Regions from separate parts of the Mus musculus genome. Here all the other regions are linked to region 4. A link is a contact called in public HiCAR-type and promoter capture Hi-C data. All regions are on one chromosome and are shown on one strand. The core of a region is the stretch at or near the end of the contact, and the rest is flanking DNA. Distances in the headings are between cores, read along the strand shown. Region 1 has its middle 42 kb from the start of Pamr1. Region 2 holds the start of Ldlrad3 (low density lipoprotein receptor class A domain containing 3). Region 3 overlaps Ldlrad3 (low density lipoprotein receptor class A domain containing 3). Region 4 holds the start of Pdhx (pyruvate dehydrogenase complex, component X). Region 5 holds the start of Pamr1 (peptidase domain containing associated with muscle regeneration 1). Region 6 overlaps 4931422A03Rik (RIKEN cDNA 4931422A03 gene). Region 7 has its middle 19 kb from the start of Ldlrad3.

Evidence for each region. Promoter capture Hi-C pulls out the DNA fragments that hold promoters and counts their contacts. HiCAR-type assays count read pairs that join an accessible place to other places.
Region 1: a contact with region 4 is called in a promoter capture Hi-C map of hippocampal neurons, with 2.6 times the contacts expected there. The contact joins the enhancer-like site here to the promoter of Pdhx in region 4. A contact is called at or near these places in 5 of 39 promoter capture datasets (the 3T3-L1 cell line, hippocampal neurons, maxillary cranial neural crest and 1 more).
Region 2: a HiCAR-type map of astrocytes shows a contact between it and region 4, with 2.3 times the contacts expected there. The contact joins the promoter of Ldlrad3 here to the promoter of Pdhx in region 4. A contact is called at or near these places in 14 of 39 promoter capture datasets (the 3T3-L1 cell line, 3T3-L1-derived adipocytes, the HPC-7 cell line and 9 more), 1 of 484 Hi-C or Micro-C datasets (palatal mesenchyme) and 2 of 115 datasets of contacts at active chromatin or transcription factors (astrocytes and fibro-adipogenic progenitors).
Region 3: a contact with region 4 is called in a promoter capture Hi-C map of embryonic stem cells, with 2.1 times the contacts expected there. The contact joins the enhancer-like site here to the promoter of Pdhx in region 4. A contact is called at or near these places in 3 of 39 promoter capture datasets (the HPC-7 cell line, embryonic stem cells and maxillary cranial neural crest) and 1 of 115 datasets of contacts at active chromatin or transcription factors (astrocytes).
Region 5: a contact with region 4 is called in a promoter capture Hi-C map of hippocampal neurons, with 5 times the contacts expected there. The contact joins the promoter of Pamr1 here to the promoter of Pdhx in region 4. A contact is called at or near these places in 9 of 39 promoter capture datasets (the 3T3-L1 cell line, cranial neural crest, embryonic stem cells and 5 more), 2 of 115 datasets of contacts at active chromatin or transcription factors (neural tube and pancreatic cancer cells) and 3 of 9 other capture datasets (adipose tissue, embryonic stem cells and liver).
Region 6: a promoter capture Hi-C map of embryonic stem cells shows a contact between it and region 4, with 3 times the contacts expected there. The contact joins the enhancer-like site here to the promoter of Pdhx in region 4. A contact is called at or near these places in 3 of 39 promoter capture datasets (embryonic stem cells, liver and stem cell-derived epiblast-like cells), 1 of 115 datasets of contacts at active chromatin or transcription factors (embryonic stem cells) and 1 of 9 other capture datasets (adipose tissue).
Region 7: a promoter capture Hi-C map of hippocampal neurons shows a contact between it and region 4, with 2.6 times the contacts expected there. The contact joins the enhancer-like site here to the promoter of Pdhx in region 4. A contact is called at or near these places in 14 of 39 promoter capture datasets (the 3T3-L1 cell line, 3T3-L1-derived adipocytes, the HPC-7 cell line and 9 more) and 1 of 9 other capture datasets (adipose tissue).

What each region holds. Positions count from the first base shown.
Region 1 is chr2:102,507,007-102,509,976 of GRCm38.p6, reverse strand. No RefSeq gene overlaps it. Among named protein-coding and RNA genes, the nearest start is that of Pamr1, 42 kb to the left of the region's middle. Within about 2 kb of position 1,521, at least 27 of the 459 cell types and tissues checked have an H3K27ac peak or open chromatin away from gene starts, as enhancers often do. A contact at or near this core is called in hippocampal neurons, where this site is marked.
Region 2 is chr2:102,184,869-102,187,940 of GRCm38.p6, reverse strand. It overlaps Ldlrad3 (low density lipoprotein receptor class A domain containing 3), which reads left to right and starts at 1,481. Exons shown (of 6, transcript NM_178886.3): 1 at 1,481-1,661. The coding sequence starts at 1,616.
Region 3 is chr2:102,120,248-102,123,344 of GRCm38.p6, reverse strand. All of the region lies in intron 1 of Ldlrad3 (low density lipoprotein receptor class A domain containing 3), which reads left to right. Among named protein-coding and RNA genes, the nearest start is that of Ldlrad3, 65 kb to the left of the region's middle. Within about 2 kb of position 1,379, at least 22 of the 459 cell types and tissues checked have an H3K27ac peak or open chromatin away from gene starts, as enhancers often do. A contact at or near this core is called in embryonic stem cells, where this site is marked.
Region 4 is chr2:103,072,174-103,074,994 of GRCm38.p6, reverse strand. It overlaps Pdhx (pyruvate dehydrogenase complex, component X), which reads left to right and starts at 1,482. Exons shown (of 11, transcript NM_175094.5): 1 at 1,482-1,705. The coding sequence starts at 1,546. Apip (APAF1 interacting protein) reads right to left here and starts at 1,320. Exons shown (of 7, transcript NM_019735.4): 1 at 1,154-1,320. The coding sequence starts at 1,207.
Region 5 is chr2:102,548,295-102,551,423 of GRCm38.p6, reverse strand. Pamr1 (peptidase domain containing associated with muscle regeneration 1) reads right to left here and starts at 1,403. Exons shown (of 11, transcript NM_173749.4): 1 at 1,160-1,403. The coding sequence starts at 1,232.
Region 6 is chr2:103,991,231-103,994,282 of GRCm38.p6, reverse strand. 4931422A03Rik (RIKEN cDNA 4931422A03 gene) reads left to right here. Exons shown (of 5, transcript NM_175161.3): 4 at 371-398; 5 at 1,460-1,788. The coding sequence ends at 1,688. Among named protein-coding and RNA genes, the nearest start is that of Gm38515, 12 kb to the right of the region's middle. Within about 2 kb of position 1,577, at least 15 of the 459 cell types and tissues checked have an H3K27ac peak or open chromatin away from gene starts, as enhancers often do. A contact at or near this core is called in embryonic stem cells, where this site is marked.
Region 7 is chr2:102,204,402-102,207,369 of GRCm38.p6, reverse strand. No RefSeq gene overlaps it. Among named protein-coding and RNA genes, the nearest start is that of Ldlrad3, 19 kb to the right of the region's middle. Within about 2 kb of position 1,484, at least 20 of the 459 cell types and tissues checked have an H3K27ac peak or open chromatin away from gene starts, as enhancers often do. A contact at or near this core is called in hippocampal neurons, where this site is marked.

The DNA.
Region 1 (2,970 bases), core at 272-2,771, 570 kb after region 4:
AGAGAAACAGAATTCTTAAATCAAGCCAGTTCAAATGGCACGATAATGACATTTCTTCTGCCCTAATCTTGACGCTAAAAGGGCAATGTGATATTCACCTGCCAGCTGCCTTTCTGCTCTCATCTCCTTGTCTCCAGCTCACAAGAAAAATGACTCCAAAATGACCAGTCATCCTCTGTATTTTGCTCTTTCAAGAGTCCCTATAAAACCTGCTTCCTCTGGTCAGCTCACTGGAACATGAAATGGAAACTTACGGGTTCTTTGGCAAGTCACTTGTATCAGAGGGTGTTTTGCTGGGGCATACATGTGAAGGAGTGTTTTCCTGAAGTGGACACAGACAGATGAAAGGATGTTTGCTAAAGCAAACACAAGAAAGAACATGCGATAAAGGAGTCTTCGCTAACAACACACATGTATTGGTTCACCTTACATTGCCTAGCTGAGGTCTGTTTGCTGTGACTCCACAGAGAGAAACTCCCCAAAGAACTAGTAAGGCAGCTTCTTGCCGCTTTCTTACGCTCAGGCTGCTTGGCAGAGTGATGTCAACTGATACAGACGCATGTGAAGTTTTGCGAAGACAGACTCGCTTGCTGAGCCTAGACACATGGTGAGGTAAGACCTGGGAGGACACATGATGTTTGGAGGGAATATAATTAGGATTCAATGGACAGTGACAGAGGCTTGTATAGCTAGCTTTGCCACTCTTCTTGGTTCTGCATCTTGGCTGATCTACACAGAAAGGCACAGAAGAGAACTTCTCCTGATCGCCGACTCATGGTGATTAGGCTGAGGCTTGGCTGTTTCTGCTAGGTGCTGATGCATGTTTGCTATTCTGACACTACTGAACTAAACTGTTCATTCATGAAGTACTTGAGAGTGGATCAAGCTGCTGCTGCTGATTCCTGTGAACTGAACTGCTGATTTCCTGACAATGCAGATAGGATTTGCTCCAAAGAACAATTTCTAAACAGGTCCATTTCCCCCATATCCTAATAACCTTTCTTTTCCATTACCTCTGGTGGGTGATGGGCTAGAAGGGAGGTTAAAGCATTTAAGAACCCATATTAAAAATAGGATTGAAAAATCTAAGCCTACAAGAACACATACTCTACTCCATGGAATGAAATGGATGCCCAGCTCCAGAATTAAAAATAGATAAATAAATCAATTAAGATCTGTAAACTAAACTGTAATCTTGTCCTTTAAGGAGGTAAAATGTTAACACTACCAGGGCTTTCTATGCATAATCTATGCTTTGATGCCTACTTCTCCTTGGTCTGAAACCCAGTCTCGCTCTCTTTGTCCAGAGGACAGTTCCTCACCTAACTCTCTGAACTCTTTCCTGATCTAAATGAAGTAGAGCCTCACACGCCTGCTCCTGGCTCTGAGACAGAACCACTCTTTGCATCTTGACCCAGTACAGTTCCTACACTCTTCCCTTCATTGGGAGTGGTTTACATACACTGAAGTTAGGGGGAAAGCACACATGAGTCAGGGCCCAGGACCTGCTTTCTAACTGGCCTGAGCAGGATGGAACAAGGAGTGTCCACCTTGCCTGCAGATGGTAGAAAGAGAAGGGAGAAGCCATCACAGCACCAGCCAAACCACATTCCCCCACCCCAGTTTACCAGCTAATAAATCTGACGTGGTGATCCTTGCCTGCTGCCTCAGTATTTCCCATCTGGTCCCTCTATTACCATGCACACTCCCTGAGAGCAGGGATCTTTGTTTAGTTCACCCCTGCAGCACACATGTCTGGATCAGAACTTGGCACATAGAACATTCTCTGTAATTATAAGTTTATTAAGTTAACAAACCCACAGGGGCAAAGACAGGATTAACACTTCAGAAAACTCTCCATCATCCCCTGCAGACAATTGTGCCTCTTCCCTCTTTACACTCTCTTCGCACCCCATCATAGCACTTAACACTCCTAGTTGCCTGATGAAATCTAGTGCTCCTGGTTGACTTCTCAAAGACCAGGCATTCTGTCTGTCCTATTCTTGTTCCCCCAAATGCCAAGCAGCATGGGGATTCAGCGCTAGAAAGTGCTTCAAAAGGACGGCTGTGAATGAGAACGAAAAGGAATGTAATAACATCACGTGCCAACAATCTTCTTTTATTGCTCATGCTAGAGATTCTTTTGTTTTCAAGTTGGAGCACAGGGCAAATGAATCACCCTCAAGCTTTTTTCCAGAACTCTGAAGAAAAAGAATGGAAAAACAAGATAAGCCAAGAGGCAAAGCCCACTGGGCAGATGCTGACAGAGACTCTTGGTTCTTCAGCATCTGTTCTTGAACTCAAAGAAGATATGTGACTCAAGAGGAATGGTTTGCTAAAAATTACCAAGAGGGAGGGCTCAGAAGAGAAAGAAAGCATGAAGAAAAACACTATTGATACTTTAAAGAGTTATAGGAGGACAGCTACATGCGGCTTTGGTAAACACCTACCGACATCCTAATTCCACCCCTCATCCTATTGTGTTTGGTAGATATCACTAATCAATCAGTGTCCTTTAAGATTCAAAGACCTTGATAGGTCCTGGTGGCACATGCCTTTACTCCCAGCAAGTTTCAGGACAGCCAGCGCTGCACAGAGAAACCCTGTCTAGGGGAAAGAAAGATTCAAAGATCTTTCCAGAAGCATAGGAAAGCTATGCTCTTCCTAGTCTGGATCCAGTATTCTTAAACATCAGACTTCTCTGAGAAGCTCCTTACAGCTTCAAGTGACTGCTGTAGGTCCCAGGAAGTCTCTTTAGAGCACAGTGAATGCCTGAAACTCTCCATGTGAGGAGTTTGGGGTGGGGGGTCTTTATCCTCTTAGCTTCAGTACTTAGAAGCCTGTAAATTACTTGGGGATATAGCTTAGTAGGTGCTGTGCTACCTGGCATGTATAGAGCCCTGGGTTTACTCTCCAGTATGAGGAATACAAGATAACAGAATGCATAAATTAAGCTAATGACACCAGGTT
Region 2 (3,072 bases), core at 232-2,731, 890 kb after region 4:
GCAGTGTTAGCTTGACAATTTAAACACATGTGTTTTCTCACTCTCTCTCCACACACACATGCACACACACTCTCTCTCTCTCTCACAATACACACATGCTTACACACATTCTCTCACACACACATACTTACACACACACTCACACACATACACTCGCACACCACACTACGCTCACATACCCACATGCATGCACCACACACACACACACACACACACACACTCAGCAACAGCTAAAGAATGACTTTAATTTCCAGCAGGGAAAACTCTCAGGCTCAGTGGCTTTGGGGAGTGGGAGCTGCAACCCAGAAATCTTTTCCTGGGAGTAGAATTGTATTAAACGCTGAAATTAACTTTTGTTTATTGAGCATTTCCATGATCATAGCTCAGATCCAGTGGCCACATCATCTTTGAAGCTGCAGATAAGTTCTGTGTCTTATGGTCTTCTGAACTGGGCTTGTTCACGGTGGTAAGTAACGATGTGTGGCTGTTGAGAATGTTTTCCCTTCCTTCCTTCCTTTCTTTTCTTTTTTTTTTTTTCTTTTTTTTGAGCCTCAGAGACTTCATTTGTGTCACAGAAACATTACTGTCTGTCTTCAGAGGTTGTTGTAAAGGTAAAGTGTGACCATGAGAGTGCCATGCCTGAAGCAGACTAGTGCCATCCTCCTGCAGCTTTCTGGAGGATGCTAAGTGAGATTCAGCTGTTCTGGTCAGTGTTTGCTGTAATGCCATGAATAGTAATGTTATCGCCTTGTAACAAAAGACTTTTTGGTGAAAGCAATAACCCAGTGAATGCACTCAGTCTTTTGGTTAGTAACCTAGATGCAGCTTAGAGGAGCACATGGACTTAAGGCAATCATGGCTTCCTCTGGGGCTGGGGGCTCATTTGAAGGTCTAACCAGAGAAGGTCAATTGCTCTCAACTGCTAAGTCATTTCCTCAGCTCCATGATAATAGGCTTTCCTTAAAAAACAGTGTATAATGCCCAAACAATGGAAAATGCATAAAGTTTTGGGGATTTAAAACTCTCCTCAGTGTTCTTAGATCTCAGGATGAAATGTCTTCTCTGCTCCTCCAGTGGCTCCAGGAACTACCATCCTGAGAATCACCCCCCCCAGTTTATTAGAAATGCAGACCTGTTGAGTGGAAGTGAGCTTTATAACGGGGTCGCCAAGCCTGCCTGATACATTTTGGAGTTTGAGAAGCAACGGTCGTATTTCACTGTCAACAATGAAAAAAAGTTTTCTCCTAAGAACCGGTTCTTCAAACTTTTTTCTTCCATCTAGGCTCTGGGGAGATGGTGACTCTCTCATCCCCGCAGGATGCAGGAAGAAAGGGAAACCGGCCGAGAGAAGAGCCGGGGCAGTTAAGAATTCCTCGCAATTTGACCCCTGAGGCAGCAAAAACTGGATCCGCCGGACCTTTGTAACCTGGACCGTGGAGGAGAGCTCAGGCGGCCACATTCAACTGTGAGCGTGCAGAACTTGGCTGAGCTCTCTGGCCTGGGAGGGCGGGGGCGTGGCTGGGCCGGCGAGAGGGCGTGGCCGGCGCCGAGAGGCGGGGTCTGACCGAGGCCGCGGGGCAGCAACGTCGCTGGGCAGCGGAGCGGCGGCCGCGCCATGTGGCTGCTGGGGCCGCTGTGCCTGCTGCTGAGCAGCACTGCGGGTGAGTGGGGGGCGCGTGACGCGCTTCACCGAGCGCCGGGCGCGGGGGCTGCCTCGATCGTCCCTGCTCCGCGCGCGGGCCTGGGCTGCGGGCGTGGGTGTGCGCGAAGGGCGGACCTCGGCGCCGGGCTGGCCGGGACCCCGCGAGGGGCCGCGGCGGGGCGCGCGCCGCGCTATTGTGTGGGCCGGCGCACCGGGTGCTGTTGTCGTGTGTGTGCGCGGGCGGAGCTTTGTGCGGCGCCGGCTCCCTAGAGCCGGGCGGCCGCCCGGATTGGGCGTAGTTCGAGTGTGGCTCTGTGTGCTGGGAACCGAGGAGGGAAAGGAGAGGACTCCACTCTTGATTTCGGGTCTTCCCGGATTCCCTCAGCCTTTAACATACACTTTTCTGCCTCAGTTTCCCATCTACGCTCTCCCCGCATCTGCATCCCAGCTTCCTTTCTCTTCTTCCCTGGACCGTGTCTGGTTTGGGAATAGCGAGATGCAGTAGGGAATGGACATGGAAATCATTCGTTCATCCTGGGAGCAGATCTTTTACTTCTGTCGTCTGTCGAAGATGCCTTAACCTTCAGGGAGCAGGGAAGGAAAAGAGGACCGGGGCTTCCTCTAACGGCCGTTGGTCCCTGCATCTCAGAGCGCGTGCATCCTGAGACCCGCAGGGTCCCTCCCAGACAGAGTGCTGTTCCCAGGAACTTTTCTGCTGATGTGGGCACGCTCCGAATTCCAGCTTGGAGCCCTTCCCCTCTGCCTCTGCCCGCTGGCCACAGCTGTCAGCAGCCCCTCCACAGCTCTGCCCGCCCTTGGCCCCTGATGCTTATTTCTGGGCAGCTGATGCTCACAGAACTTTCTTTACTGAAGATTTCATGCTCTGTGGCCGTATCATTCACACGTCTAATTTATGTCGGATTTTTCCAAATACTTCCAGAAAACTTGGCTGCTGCGTTGTGTTTGTTGTGAGGGAAGTCAAAACCTTTCTGAGCTACCCCTTGCAGATGTCCAGCAACCCTCCCTTCCTAGAAGTTGCAAGTCCTGTGCATCCTCTCAAATGACTGGCCAGCGGGACCTCCCCCTCCCCCATCATCCCCACTCCTCTGAGACTCCATTTAAATGTCTTGTGGGCTTGCTCAGTTTCCAGTGAGGGGTTAGGCTCCTGTGGCTGCTGTAGGTTTTTTTTAAAACCAAGACTGAGGGTTTGTGTTCTGTTTGTCTGGAGTTATGGGGATTGGGGGGAGGGGGTTGTGGAGAAGGAAGGGAGGGCAAAGTGAATTAGGCAGCTATAAGCAGGTGCAAGTTATTTGGAGGTTGTTAGAGCAGGCTCAGTTCCAGGGCATCTCAGACATGAAGATCTGCCCGGATTCACACATTTAATTCACATAGCAATGGCATGTCCCTTGGTAACACCCCAGCTGGCTCCT
Region 3 (3,097 bases), core at 130-2,629, 950 kb after region 4:
ACCAAGAAAAATGCCTAGCAATCTATTCGCTCACCCCCTGCTTCCCCTGGGTTCTGGTGCTTGTCCACCTGTGCCCACCTGTGCCCCTGACCCTGCCTGCCAGAGGTGACCATGACCTTGACCAGGGTAGTCATCCTTCACACCCATGTCCCCTTAAAGTGCTACTTTCTGAGTTAGTATGGGCGATGTTCTGCAATTTGCTTTCTTACTTCCTGTTAAGTTTCTCAGATTTATCCATGCAAATTCACTTCACCCCAGTTCATTCCACGAAAGCCCTGGATGCTTGTGCACTGTGGGAAAAGATTGTGCTTCTCTCTGTTCTCCCTCTGGTGAACATGTGGTGGTGGTGGTGGTGGTGGTGGTGGTGGTGGTGGTGGTGGTGGTGGTGGTGGGGTGTGTGTGTGTGTGTGTGTGTGTGTGTGTGTGTGTGTGTGTGTGAGAGGGAGAGAGAGAGAGAGAGAGAGAGAGCGAGAGAGAGCGCAGAGCTTGAGCAGGCACAACTCTTGGAGTAGACTATGCCCTTCCCCTTCAGTGTAATCCAAGATCTTCTGTGTTTCTGCTGTTCTGCCTATGCGAGCGTCCAGCCACGTCTGTTCTTGGGAACGACCACAGCTGGATTTTAGCCCTTTTATTTATTTATTTTTAAATGTAGTTTCAAGGGATTGGACTCAGGTCATCAGAGTTATAGGATAGTTTTTTTTTCCTCCCTGAACTTATTAGCTATCTTGATAGCTCCAGTTTTGTGCCTCTTGTGTCACCCTGTGTCCTGTGCATCATTTTCTGCAGTCTAGGGGGTTCATCTTGGACCTTCCGAGTTGCTACCAGGCGTTCTTCAGAGTCCCCATGCCTGTGCCATGCCTGGGGTCCTGGTGTTCCACTTCTTGCCACTCCAGAATGCCAGGCTCTAGATTTTTGCAAGCCCGATGGTTGTGGATGGGAGCTTCCTTGTTAGTCACTAGGTGATTACAATAACTTAGCACCCCTTCCTCAGTAGGAACACCTGCTGTGGATGCTTTGTCCAGCCCTGCCCCCACCCCTCCCAGGGCCACAGCATCCTTTGTGTTCTCACATGCAGTTTTGCAAGAAAATTCTACATATCCCCACTTTGTATCTTTCCCAGTGGATGGAGTGTCTGAACCATGTTTATAGAATTTACCCAATGACCTGGAACTTCACATTTTAATGCAGTTGTATTCAACTGCCTTTTCCTTTCTGGCCTGTGCTTGTTTTGAGTCTTAGTTGAGAAATCCTTCATCATCAAGATGTGCTTTGGGGCCAGAATGAAGGTCATTTTGCTTTTCTGGCTCATTCCCTGGCTGGCATTGTTATGTTACAGCTTTGCCTGCAGTTTGGGAGGGTGCAGGGGGAGGGGGAGGGGGAGCAGATGGTCTGTTGTGGAATGGATCACAGAGACTGTGGAGGTGGCTGCCCTGATCTCTGGGTGCATGGGGATAAACTAGGGGCTGAAATACAGCCCTTCCTCTTGACCTCCGCCTGCTTCTGTGCCGGAGGGAAGAGATGATTAGCTTTATCATAAGCCTCGCTTATCACCAGCCTGATGCAGTTGGTCAGAAAACTGCCCCCTCTCCTGACCTTCAGCTCAGCTTCACTGACCCCTACTTCTGTTGCTGCTGCTGCAAGCTGCCTAAGGAAAAGGTTTGGGGTGGGGCACATTGTACTTTGGGGTGGGGCTCATTGCACTGGGCTCTTGCAGCACCCTCTGTGCAGCCCACCTGGTGAGGACTTGGGTAAGCCAGAGAAAGAGAACAATAGGAAATGGGTTCAAGCTATTCACTCTGTGCCTCTCTCCCTGGGAATTTAGAAAAGCTTCCTTCTGCAGGTCCCGCCAGTCATTGATCCACTGTATGACATATGGCAAAGCAAAATTGAAGTTCAAGGCAGGTCAGATGAATTTATGTCAGAACTGGAAATAAATGTCTGTAGGAGTCAGCAGGTTCTTCTGTCCCCATACTGCGGTCAGCAGCCGTTTGTGGGTGTCTATGGATGCCTGGTACTTGATTGTTGCTACAGACACAGGGCAGCAGAAGAGACGAGATTCTCTGGGGCCAGGGAACCGTTAGGTAAATAGCAGTCTCTTTCTCGTGAGGTGAGTGTGGTGGGGTGGACAGATGGCACAGTTGTAGGTTGATAAGTGGTTGTACGTGCCCATTACCTGTCGTCTGATGCTTCCTGATCTACAGGCTTCAATCCTTAGAAAGATGCAAAGGGCAGACAATTATAAGCGTTGACTTTTGCTTACACAAGAAGTTCATTACCCCCTACCCCACTCCTCTCTGTGGTAGACCTGGAATATAGAAAGTTACTCTTAATGATTTTGAAGATTTAAAAAATGTATCAGTGAAAGATGTATGAGATACTATTCTCTTTCTTAGATAGGTACCTATCCAATAACTTAGCCTAGATTCCTGGCCAGCAAGACTGAAGTATTAACTATCTGACTCTTTCTAGCTGTGTGACCTTGGGTGAGTCTTGTCTTCAGTCTGCTCCTTCATCTATAAAATGGGCAGGGGATTCTTCTAAGAACTTAAAAGAAAAAAGGGAGGGGGCTATTAAAGTCCTGCCACATCCAAGTGCTTTGGTAGACAGTAGATCTTCCGCAGAGGAAGGCCTGTAGTACTTGGCGTCTCAGGGGCTGTTCACAGAGCCAGAGGAAGGACAAAGCAAGGCTCTGGTGTGGCACAGGGTTCAACTTGTGGATTGTATCAAGAGGAGCTGCAGGGCCTCTGGAGGGTGGACATGAGACCTTATCCCAGTGGCTCAGTAGCTCCCCGAAACAGGAACACCATTCCCACATAATTTTCCTCATGAAGTGATGCAAGGACGTGAAAGCATATGTAAGATTGTAAGCAGAAGCTTCAGCCCAAGAGGACAGAGGTCCAAAGGAGAATAACTTAGAGAGCTGACTCCTTAGGGAAACTGTGAGTTCCTGCACCTCCTCCTGTGACCTTCCCTTGCTTCCTGAATGCTGGCCACTGGCCTTCTTCCCTCACTTGTTTTATAAGAAGGAAACAAAACATCTGCCATCTTGGAGCACTTCCTGGGAGAAACAAGCCATGAGCCGTGTGATGGGCAGATG
Region 4 (2,821 bases), core at 233-2,732:
ACACAGACCAAAGTCGTTTATTTGATCTGCACAACACTTAGAACTCAAGCCAACATTTTTGAATCAGGAAATTTCACACAGAATATGACTTTCTAAGTGTCCCTCAAAAAAGCAGAATTTGACACTGCGTCTATACCTCCAAACAGCAAGAAGAGGCTAGAGACATGTAATGAGATCTCTAGTTGAGGTATATGGTGGTCCTAGAGTTTTCTTTGTGGTTTCCTCAAAATATGGGCCAATCTAAAATGCTAGGTATTCAAAAGTCTTTGACAAATCACCATCTGAAACCACCCACTTCTCCTTCTATACTTGAAAAACATCTTCAGCTTCTTTTTTGTATGTGGCTATTTTCTGTCTTGATAAATTCAATCACAGCTCTTGAATCACAGGTTATTTTGCTGATCTGGCACAACACTTAGTATGAAAAAAAAATCTGTATTTCTATGATGACCGTCACCAAGATTTACTAATAAGGGATGACAAACATGTCTGCTATCAATGCACCTTGATTCTGATACATTGCTTCTACTTTCCTCGTTCTCCATATATAGGGATGGCCACCAGGGACCTGTGTCCTATATGCAAAATCTCCCTTTCAGTCGTGCCTAATTTCAAGGTTTATAAAGAATTTGTGAAAAGCCACTTATTCCAAGACAATAATAGTTCAGATGCTCTGCATTAAATATTTCCTGTTTTATTTTAAATTGAGACCCCTTGGCTAGACGAAAGGTTAGTAAAGATATAATTTTGTGGACTTCCCCTGAGTCTTCTGCAGGGCTTATCAGTTAGTATCGAAGCTGTTTATTCTTCTAGTTCGCTAGTTCACCATTTTCTTAGCACTAGAAGGCATTTCATAAGCCTGCGTCCTGTTTAACTGAAAGAAAACCCATGTTGCCCCAGGGCCCATTTTCCTTAAAGAAGAATCATTTCCAAGAGCTCCCACCTCATAACGTCAAGTAAGATAGGCAAGGACAACTGCCCAAAAGAGTGCCCTTTGGGGTGCCTGACAATTCCGGTAGAGCAGTCCTACTAGCACAGAGGGGCCTCTGACTTTCGCGGACTGGGTTAGGAATTAGCCGCCTAGAGCTCCTGGCCGAAGCCCCACCCCGCGGCCCGTGACCCCACCTCGCCTGCTGTAGACCGCCGTCCTTACCTGCGCGCCACACGGCCGCGAGCAACAGTCTCCTTGAGCTTGACAGCCAGACATGGTTCTGACTCTGCTCCGTTATCTGTCCCGCGCTCGTTCCAAGTCTGAGCGGCCGGCAGAACGCTATTAGGCGACAGAGCGGGCAGCCTGGGGGCGGAGCAAGAGTGAGAGGCGGAGTCTGAGGGGGACCTCGTCCCTTTGGAGAATCTGCGGCGGCGCAAACCGGCCGGTGGGCGTGCCCGTGAAGGTTGGAGGCGGTGTTAGAAGGACTAGTCCTCCAGTCCAAGGCGGGGAGCGTGCGCTGTGGGCGGGGCCAGCCCATGCAAGGCGGGGCCTGGACGGGCCTTGAGGCCGCCAATCTAGTTGACTTGCGAGCTTTCCCGGAGAAAGCCGGGAAGATGGCGGCCTCCTGGAGGCTTCACTGTAACCAGCCGCTGCTTCGGTACCTTCTGGGATTTAGCAGCCGTCGAAGCCTGGGACTGGCTCAGGGTGCTGCTGCTTGGCCTGTCGACCGTGGAGCAAGTTGGAGGTGGTTTCACAGTACTCAGCTGCTGCAGGGTGAGTGGCTTGCGCTCGCTCCACTTCTCTCTTTAGCTGAGCAATGGGGCCTGGGTCAGGGGCTTTCTTGATTGGGGACACGGTTTGTGAGGTTAAGTGCGGACTCTTCCTGTTCCTTTCAACCTCCCCCAGAAACGGGCCTGCTGACTTAGCCTATGGCATGCGGCAAAAGAACTGTCTTCAGACTTGGGAGAGCATGGTTCCGTCCTTGGCCTGCCTTCAGGGCTACATGGCTTCTCTGTGACCTTGCTTTAGAATTTGAGAAATTTCGATGTCACCTAGGGAGGGTCTGTTTTAAATCCCTCTATTTTAGACCCTTATCAATCACATGTCAAATTTCTTTAATTTTACCATTCCTCTCTAATGTAATATAGCTGCCCATACATTCAAAGCCACTATTACCCATACTGATTCATTCAAAGGACCTGTCCCTATTGGAAAACTTTAAATCTTACTGCACTTAATGTATGCAGCATACAAGACTTAACTTAGAAAATACAGAATCACAGACATTGCTAGAATGTTTCAAGTAAAATATGTGGCATGAAATTCATACAGCCTATTACATAAAATTGTTCTTAAGCAGTGATATTGAACTCGGAGATATACCCACTGTCCTTCCGTTATTTAACATACAGCATATAAAATGGCAGACCTGGCATTATTCTTCCTTACGTGTATGAATATGGGCTGGGGGTTAGGATGGGGGCACAGAAAACAGTTTTAGAAACCATTAGACATTTAAGTAATCATTCTTACCACCACCTGGTACAGTAGGCCTAGCCCACACTTTCTGAGCTGTCTGAGGCCACAAAACAAAACAAAAAAAAAGAAAAAGAAAAACAATAAAATCCGTGTGCTGAGATTTCTAAAGAGGGGCTAATAGGGACAATTTACCTAAGTCATTTTTGGAGTAATGTTTAATAAATACTTCCTGGATATTGTCTTTAACTGTATAGTATATAATATTTTCTCTGCCTGGTCCTCATTTGTTAAAACTGAACTTGCCTACACTTAGCAGAAACTCTGACTCAGGAATCTGCACCTTATACTGTTGTGAGTTTAATGGAGCACACTTTTGAGACTCCCTGCCTCAAAACATCGAGGAATATGAAA
Region 5 (3,129 bases), core at 154-2,653, 520 kb after region 4:
GAAGGGAAGTCTCATGTTTCTAGACTCTCTGTGTTGACACAAAGAGACGCCTCTGAAGGCTGTGGTCTCTCTTTCTGCAGCAGGCCAGTGCTCTACTCTCATGTCTTTCTTGGGCACTTGCCACCCACCTGCTAGAGCAAAGACCCCTCCTTTTGTACAAAACACAGGGTACTGCCAGCCAGTACAGAAAGGCTACAGGAAGGGATTGCCTTCTCCTAAGCAAAGTCACCCCTCTCAGGCAAATCGCAGCTGTGCTTGCTCATCTGGGAGGTTACCTTCTCTGCTTTCACCTCACCTCTCCCGCTCCACACCTCACACCTGTAGCCTCTAGCTTCACCTCCTTGCACCCCAACCCGTCAGCAGGGCTTCATTCACCTCACACCTCACCCTTGCCGCCACCCAAGACAGACAGACACACAGACACAGACAGAAGTCCCTGCTCCCTGCCTACTAAGATCCTCTTTTGAGACCTGTCATTGCCTGGCTTTGGCTCTGCAATCTGTCAAGAGGATGCCTAAAGTGCTGTCATGTCCCAATCTCTCTTGTGCCCGTAGGAGCCCATCCCCTATGAACTGTGGGTGACAAATACGCGACATGTGGGAAACAAAGGAGCCAGGACTCTTTCAAAACAAACGCTGTACACCCAGAAACAGACTGCCCATTTCTTCTAAGTTTCCCCAGGATGTGTGCTATTTTCTGAGCGAGCAGAGCTCCTGTACTGGGGGTCTGCTTTAAAGAGTTCCCACCTTACAGCTTTATCAAGCAGGGTTCATTGGAGAAACGCCCACCCAATCCCTGTTCTTCAACCCTGCGGGACTACTTTCCCAGGAAACTTTGACTTTGCAAATCAGAGCCAGTAACTCACAGGGAATGGGCTTCCCAGGGGAATGTGGTCCTTTAAAAAAAAAGATAGATAGATAGATAGATAGATAGATAGATAGATAGATAGATAGATAGATAGATAGATAGATAGCACAAGAGCTCTCTTCTTTAGCTTAGACATAGTTTAGTCCCACAATTAGGAATATCATCCTGTTCTTAAAGCGGACAACGGGAGCATCCAGCTCCCAGCCAGAAACCCCAGATTATCGCTGGAACAACCCCAACCTGTCCAGCTCCCCATCAGACCCCGCAAAGGGCTCCTGGTCACTAACAGTACCTCTTGGCAACGATGAGATGAGAAGGAGCTGCAGGAACACCAGCCCCAACTGCGCCCATCTGTCTAGCTCCATCGTTTCCCGTTGCTGTGTCGGTACCGAGTGACTGGAGGGGAGTGACTGGAGGGATGCCTAGGCGAGAACAGGGCAGCGGGCTCTGCTCTTGCCGGGACCTCCCCAAGCTCCAGCTGAAACAGAGCTCGGGTTTCAGCCCGCCGGGCTCTCCCACCCTCAGCTAGGGGAACCACCTTCGGCCAGAGCGACGTCAGCCCAAAGCTTTCCTCTTAACCCTTGAGAGGCCCGGGGAGTCGTGACCACGCCTGGAGGCCAGTGCACAGCGATCTACGGGGGACAGCGGGATACCAGAGCCCGCTCCTTCTCGCTGGACTTCCGTGATCAACCTTTGTTGATAGTGAAGGTAGAGATGTGTGGCAGGCAGCACTGACTGGGACCAGAAGTAGGAATGGCTGCGGGACCTCTCAGAGGAGGCTAGGGAGGATGCTCATTCAAACATCCCGCACCTGAGCTAGAAAGCTGAGAGGAGAAAGGAGGATTGGAGGCTGGGCTAGGAGGCTAGCATGGCACTGGGATGGGAGGCTGAGAGGGCAGGATGGTACTAGAACCTGAGATGAGAGGCTTATGGAAGAGGCTGAGAAAGGTGGCATGGAAGGCTGGAATGGGGGGCTGGGGCAGGTATTGGTTGTGGTCACCTAAATTAGGCAGACAGAGACAGATTAGAAGAGTGGCCTGGGGCCCAACAGAATGACAGAGCTGTTTACTGTTCAAGCACTAGGACCAGAGTTTATTTCCTGAAATCCATAGAAGGAGATACTCCTAAAAATTGCCACCCACCTCCATATAAGGCCGAGTATGCCCTCCCCCAACAGGCGATGGGAGGATAGAGTAAACCCACCTGCACTCCCCTCTCAACACTGCTCTACCTCCAAGCGCTTTCTTTCCCCTTTTCTGCTCTGAGCAACTGCACACACAGGCTACTGGGAAATCCTGATCTGAGTTCATGATGGTGGGGCAGCACAAGATACTCCCCAAGAGCATACAGGCAGGACCCGAGTGTCTCTATTCCACAAACAGGGAAAAGGAGTCCTTGAGAGTCTAAGGTCACACAAGTGAGGGGCACAGCTCTGAGGTTTGAGCCTATGATTATCAGATCCACAGACGGTAGTCCTAATCACTATGGTGTACAGCTTCAAAGGTGATACCCACATAAAAGTAAGTTTAACCATTAGTCAAGACGTACAATCGGTAGCGTTTTCTATAAATTCTGGAATCAAAAAGATTCAGATTTTAAGTCACTTGCATGAAATCACTGAGCTACGAATGGCAAAGCATAATATACTTGAGTCTAATTTAGACCTGGGACTTTGGGATGTGCCAATATTAGTTTGTGATGTTAGATTAAAACTCAAAGTTATGAGGCGTGGATGATTCTTCAGGGCTAGTGAGAAAAGTAATATCTCCATCCACGGAGGAGAATAATGAGAACTTTCTAGAAAGAAGGTTGAACCTGACCAGTGCCCTTGAGAAACAATGCATATATATGAATTAGTCTCTAAATTGTACTTATTCATTTTGCTCAAAGTATGTATGGCAAAGTTAACCAACAAAATGCACTTTAAATTGTTTAGGTAGATGATGGATGGATGGATGGATGGATGGATGGATGGATGGATGGCACACAGTTAAGTGACATATGACAGATACATACTTGTGGACTGATAAGTGATAGATAGGTAGATAGATAGATAGATAGATAGATAGATAGATAGATAGATAGATAGATGGATGCACATATACAAATTGAGTGATGGTAAGTAATTGAAAGAAAGAGTGGGAGAGAACCCATTGAAGAGAATTGTGTGGAGTTTGGCAATGAGCAAGAACATAATGTGAGTGTGACAGGGTTTCTAAATTTTATCCTCTAGGTTTTGGGGTGCTTTGATGATTTCGAAAA
Region 6 (3,052 bases), core at 328-2,827, 920 kb before region 4:
AGGCACCATGTGTGTACCTGGTGCCCGAGGAGGCTGGAGGAGGGTGTGTGATCCCTGTGATTAGAGTTAGACACAGTTGTAAGCTGATGTGGGTGCTGGGACTCAAAGCCCCAGTCTGCAAAAGGAGGAGATTTTACTGAACCCCAGAGAGTAACTAGGATGGCTGCGCAGATACAGGAAGAGCGGCCACTAAGACCTGTGGGGAAAGGAACCGGTCTTTGGGGCCTGGGATGACTGGGCAGGAAGCTCACCCGGGGTCTGTAACAGTTCGGGATCACGTTTCTCTCCTTCTCACTTGGCCAGTTAAGGAATTAATTCTTCCTTTTTTCTTTGTCTTTCTTTTCCATGCCTGTGTGTGCTCTCTGGACAGCTGGATCCATAACAGAGAATCCGGATGGGTGAGTGAGGCTTTTCCGCTTCTGCAGGACCAAACTCTCTAACCTAGAACCCCAGGCTTCCAGAGGCTGCCTCTGGGGACAGCTCTGCTGCCCAGGGGCCAGTGGGTATCCGGGAGCCTCCCTCTGGTTTTATGAGAATCTGGGCTGACCAGATAATAAAGCTTTTTAGAACAATCTTTTTTTTTTTTTTTGTCTAAAAACATCCCTGATAAAACTTATTTTTATAAATAGCATTTTTTTCTTACGAATGCTTGACACCTGCTTGTTTTAGAAACTAAATAAGATGGTAAAGAAGAAACAGAATAATCACCGCTCTGCTACATTTTCTTCTAGTTAAATATGTATATGTGCATGTGTATACATAAGTATAATATAATATGTTAAAATTTGCATATGCATTTTCCCCCATTTATGTTGTGCAAATCTTCCTAAACCCGTAAAAACAATTCTTCAAAAATTTCTCCTGGATACAGGAAGATCAGGAGTTCAAGGCCAGCCTTGGCTAGTGAGTGTGAGACCTGTGCCTCTGTCCCTAACAAAAGAAAACACAAAGACAGAACAAAAATTTAAAAAAAAAAATTTTTTTTAACAAGAAGAAAGGATGGGAAGGAAACAAGAAGCAGAAAGACGAGGGAGAACTAGAGGAAAGGAAAGCACCTTGAAAATCTCGTATTTAAATGAGATGGGCTACCCTCTGCTGCCTGCTGTGGGAGGACCATTGTCAAATTTCACCGGATTTCATCTGCATGAAAATACAGGAGGAGCGGCTGTGCAGACCGCTCCTGTCTGGTTGAGGACAAAGAGTTGGATTCTGTCTGTGTCTAGAATTTTCGTGGCAGAGGGATTCTAGCCTAAAAAAGAAAAAGATTCAGATAGGTAGACAACCTGAACCAAGATTTGGAACACACGTTTATGGGAAGAAACTGGCCACAAAGGGTTACAAGATTAGAGAGCGAAGCCACAGGGCCTCACCTGGAGGCAGGCCCGCAAGCTGAATTTACAACAGGGACCTGGGAGTCGTATAAATGACTAATGCTGGCTTCCTGATGCTCTTTTCCAAGCAAGCTGCAAAAATTGGCAGGGGCCCTTCAGTGTGCTGTCGATGTGTCTGGAATTCAAATAGTAGGATGCAGAGATGCCATGACAATGGGAAGCAAGCTTTACCTGGAGAAAATGATGCGGACATGGCTGCTGCAACCCGTACTCACACACGGGGACCTTCGCAACCACTCTCCAGCGGTCCCCATCATGCCTGACTGCGATTGCCCTTACTCAAGGGCATTAAATTAAAAAGTAATGTAGCCGGTGATTCTTTTTTTCCCCTATCCTCCCCCCCCCTCCCCATCCAGGCAGTGAAGAATGGGGCAAGTAAAATAAAAACCTTGACTGCAACTGATATGTCTGTTTTTTAAAAAATGATGCTGATATTAGACACAGCTCAGGAGAGCACAATTTGAATATCGGCGGTATTGTACGGGGCTGAAGTCCTCACACCCCCCTCCTTTAGATCTGTCTTCACTGGCTGCACGCCTTAATATTCTTCCGAGGTGTAATAGCTGGGAGGATTCCATCAGTAATAACCGAAGATCCTGTGAGCCGGTTCTGTTATCCTGAGAATCGAGAGGCATTTTTGCCTTGCCGGCTGTCATTTCCATTGGTGGGGCTGATAAGCAGATTCTGAGTTTATTATTTGCCCAGACAGAGTGCTCTAGCTCCTGGGGTGTTGAGTCGTTCTGAAGCGCTTTATTATTTTAAGTCTTTGTACCCAGGGCTGAGAGCTGGAAAGCCTTGGACAGGTACCGAGTGTTAGTTCCACCTTGACTTTGTTTTTCTGGCTCTCCTGCCCTCCATTTGGAAACAGAAACGCTCTTCCAGGTCCCCAGTTCTTCGCTCCCGTTATTTGGGGTAACAACTTAGCTCTGTGTCTCTACTCTCTTTCCTCCAAACACCACTGTCCTTTAAAATGATCTGAGTAAATTTAGCATTTGACTTTTCTTTAACCTGATAATTCTTAGGATGTGACCATGTATATAGTAACAACAATAACAATAAGTAAATGCATAGGTATCTGTTGGGGATTGGCTTTACAGCTCCACTCACATTCCAAAATCTGTGAATGTTTAAGCACTTTATGTAAAACGGCATACATAGCATAGTGTTTGCATATAACTTCTACAGTTTCCTGTATAAATCATCTCTAGGTTACTTCATGTGAAACTATATGAAGAGTTATTGTACTCTACTAGAGCCAATTACAGGAAAAGGTCTGTGCATGATCAGTATAGATACAGGTTTGATGTGTTTATTTTTATGTATATGGATGTTTTGCCTACATATAGGTGTGCCATTTGTGTGTAGTGCACTTGGAGGCCAGAAGAGGGCATTGGCTCCCCTGGACCTAGAGTCCCTGATGGTTGTGAGCTATCATCTGGGTGTTGGGAACTGGAACCCAGGTCCTCTGCAAGAACAGCAAATGCTCTTAACTACTGAACCAATCTACACAGAGTCAGGGTTTTAGAAAATAGGCTTTTGGTCTGTGGTTGGTCAAATCTTTGCATATAGAACCTATGGATATGGAGGGCTGACTACATAGCATTTACTATGTGACAGATATGTTCCAAGATTTTATTATTAGCATCAAACAAATCTTTGTG
Region 7 (2,968 bases), core at 235-2,734, 870 kb after region 4:
TGATAGGCGGTTTTGAGTCACAGTCACCTGAAGCCATGCTGGAAGCACTCTGGTCCTCTGCAGGAGCAGCTGCTGAGCCATCTCTTCAGTTTCCCCTCCCCCTCCACTTTTACCAACCTGTTTCTCCGAGGCCAGTGGCAGCTTTTCTATTCCAAATCTCTCTCTTTAAGGGTTTGCTTGATTAGCTCAGACCTATTTGAGATAAGCTCCTTTTTTGATTACCCTGTCTCAAAGATTTAATTACAGCTGCTAAAATCCCTTCACCTGTGCCCTCTTCTGTCACCTAATCACGACAATGAGATCCATTGTCTCAGAAGTGAGGCCATACACCAGGGAAGAAATCCTGTAGAGCAGTACCCTGGGGGACAGATGTCTCCATCACATTTAAATGAACTTTAGGAATCCCCTGCCTGACTCTCCTCTGAAGGACTTTGCCTCTGTGAGAGGAAGCTGCTGTCCGTGCTCCTGATTGCTCGCCTGTGCACGTATTTGCTCTTTGAATTCACCTTGAACCTTCAGAACATTGCTGGCTCCCTCATTAAGTTAAGTTGAATAAACTCTTGACATCTTGTACATTTTGCATTTTTATGGGTTATAATTTTACTTTTTAAAAATACCAGCCGTGAGCACCAACTTTTATATGAATATTTATCTCATAACTTTTTCTTACAAAGAGTGGATTTGTTGCTTACTTCTCGGTGTGCACACCTAAAGGGTTTTTCCCATACATTGGTACAAGTTTAGAATTGATGAGGATGCTGGCTTTCATTGGTCTCCTTGGGAGCTTGATGCTAACACCCAGTAATACAAGCACTGTGGTTAGAGGACCTTAAACAGTAGCCCTGGCTCAACATCCTTAGTTAATTACCTTGTTACAAACAAACAGCATCAAAAGTTACTTTCTCTTGAAACGCTTGCATTTCAGGATTTTATAACTAGAGTGAGTATAGGGGTCTCCTGTTCTTGGTATTCAAAATAATGCCCTTTGAGGGGTGCTAACCAGGCCTTTGTAAAAACAAATGTCAATACAATTAGGTATTGTTAACCTGACATACTCTGGGCTTTAGTCAATGCCTCTGTCTCCTTCCCAGCCACAGAGTGACAAGGGAAGGAAGAGGGGACATTAAAGGGGTTCAGAATGTCTCTGTCTCTATCCTCAGCCAAGCCCTTTGAAGACAGGGCCAGGTTTTTACAATGGAAGACAGCTCGTGTGCAGCCAGCTCATGATCGCTTTCCTAAGCAAAGCAAAATCTTGCTCCTTCCAGAGAAGCCAATGAAAGCTTAATACCAGTTAAATAATACATAATAGTAAGATCGTTATCCTGTCTTCTCCCAGTCGGCTAACTTCGTAATGTGTAAATGCTTATGTGGTGTGTGAAATCAAAGGACATAAACGGCACTAAAGGGGGGAAGGAACGAATCTGATCAGAAAGCCTGCAGAACGCAGACCACAGAAATCACTTTCCCCGCTCCACCAGCACCGCCCCACCCGAGCCAGGCTGACAGACTGAACAAGAGCCTTTCCCTTTGGAGCTTAAAGGCATCGTTCTGATCCTAACACCGGGTACCCTCACCTCCCACCCACCCATGTCTCCTCCCTCCCTCTCAGATCTCCTCTTGCATTCCGCCTGGGAAAAGCCCAGGCTGCACCTTCACAGCTCTCTCTTCCAAAGCCATTAGCAAATATTGAGCATGTTTCTGCAAGGTGCGCCCAGGAGAGACAGAAAACCTACAGGACTGCTTTTCTCTGTTTCTCATTACCTGGAAAGAATGAGGCAACAAACTGATATAGAAAAGGTGTCAAAGGGGACTGGTGAGGGGGCCTCTTTGGGGGTGGGGGGAACGGTTTGTAAACTCTAAAAGGCAATCCAGTGGAGGTATGCAAATTTTCTTCATCGCTTATGCATCTTTCGAGGTCATCCGCAACCAGCTCTATTGATTATGATTAGGTAATTTATTTGTTAGTGTTTCTGCTAATGGATATTTTAGGACCATCTTCTGCTCTTAGTGTATCTAACACCCATTGATCAGATCATTGGCTTATTGGTTATCTACTTTGCTGCTAAACGATTCTCTATGATTGCTTTCTTCATTACACACCCTTATTCCAGAGGTAGTTTCTATTGTGTCCCATTACACTAATGGAAATTATTGACATGGAAATTACTGGGTGCTAAGCTCAGGAATTCCAAGACACACAATCACACTGCCTTTCTCCAAGATGGAGAAGCTCTTGAATAATGAGCAGTAAATATTGATGTGTTGGTGAGATTAGTTAATTGATGTAAATCAAAGAGAAAGAACCAGGAACACCTTCAGAAAGAAAACACAAAATAGTTTGCATAACCATGTATACTCTGATAGAAATGAACACAGTGGGCTTTGTGTTTATTGGTTTCTACTTAGAAACTTTAGTTAAACACAAGTGCTTTTTATTACAGTGCTTTAAAAGCTGGGCAACAGGTAGAGAAGGTAGCCCTAGGCTGGCTCTGATCTGTGTTATATCACCCATTGTTAGCCACTAGCCAACTGTTGCAATTGAAGGCTTAAAATATAGCTAGCCCAAATGAAATGTGTTGCTATAATATAGTGCCCATCATACTTGAGAGAGCTGGCAGGGAAAAAAAGAAACATAAACTATCTCATATTTTTTATTGATTACATGTTGAAATAAAACTTTGACTAATTGATAATAAAAACATTATTGAAATTAATTCTTCCCTTTTTTAAAACCTCAGTGAGGAAGGCTAGGAAAACTTAAATTACACGTGGGATTCACATTAAAATTCTAGAGCATTACATATACTTCATATTGCATTTCTGGAACATGAGTACTGACCTCACTAGAATTCTTAGTGCATAGGGTCTAACATGTCATTGTCAATATGAAAGCAACTAGCTACACGTGGCACATATGTTGAAATGTAAATTTTAAAGTTAAATAAAGGGCTGGAGAGATGGCTTAGTG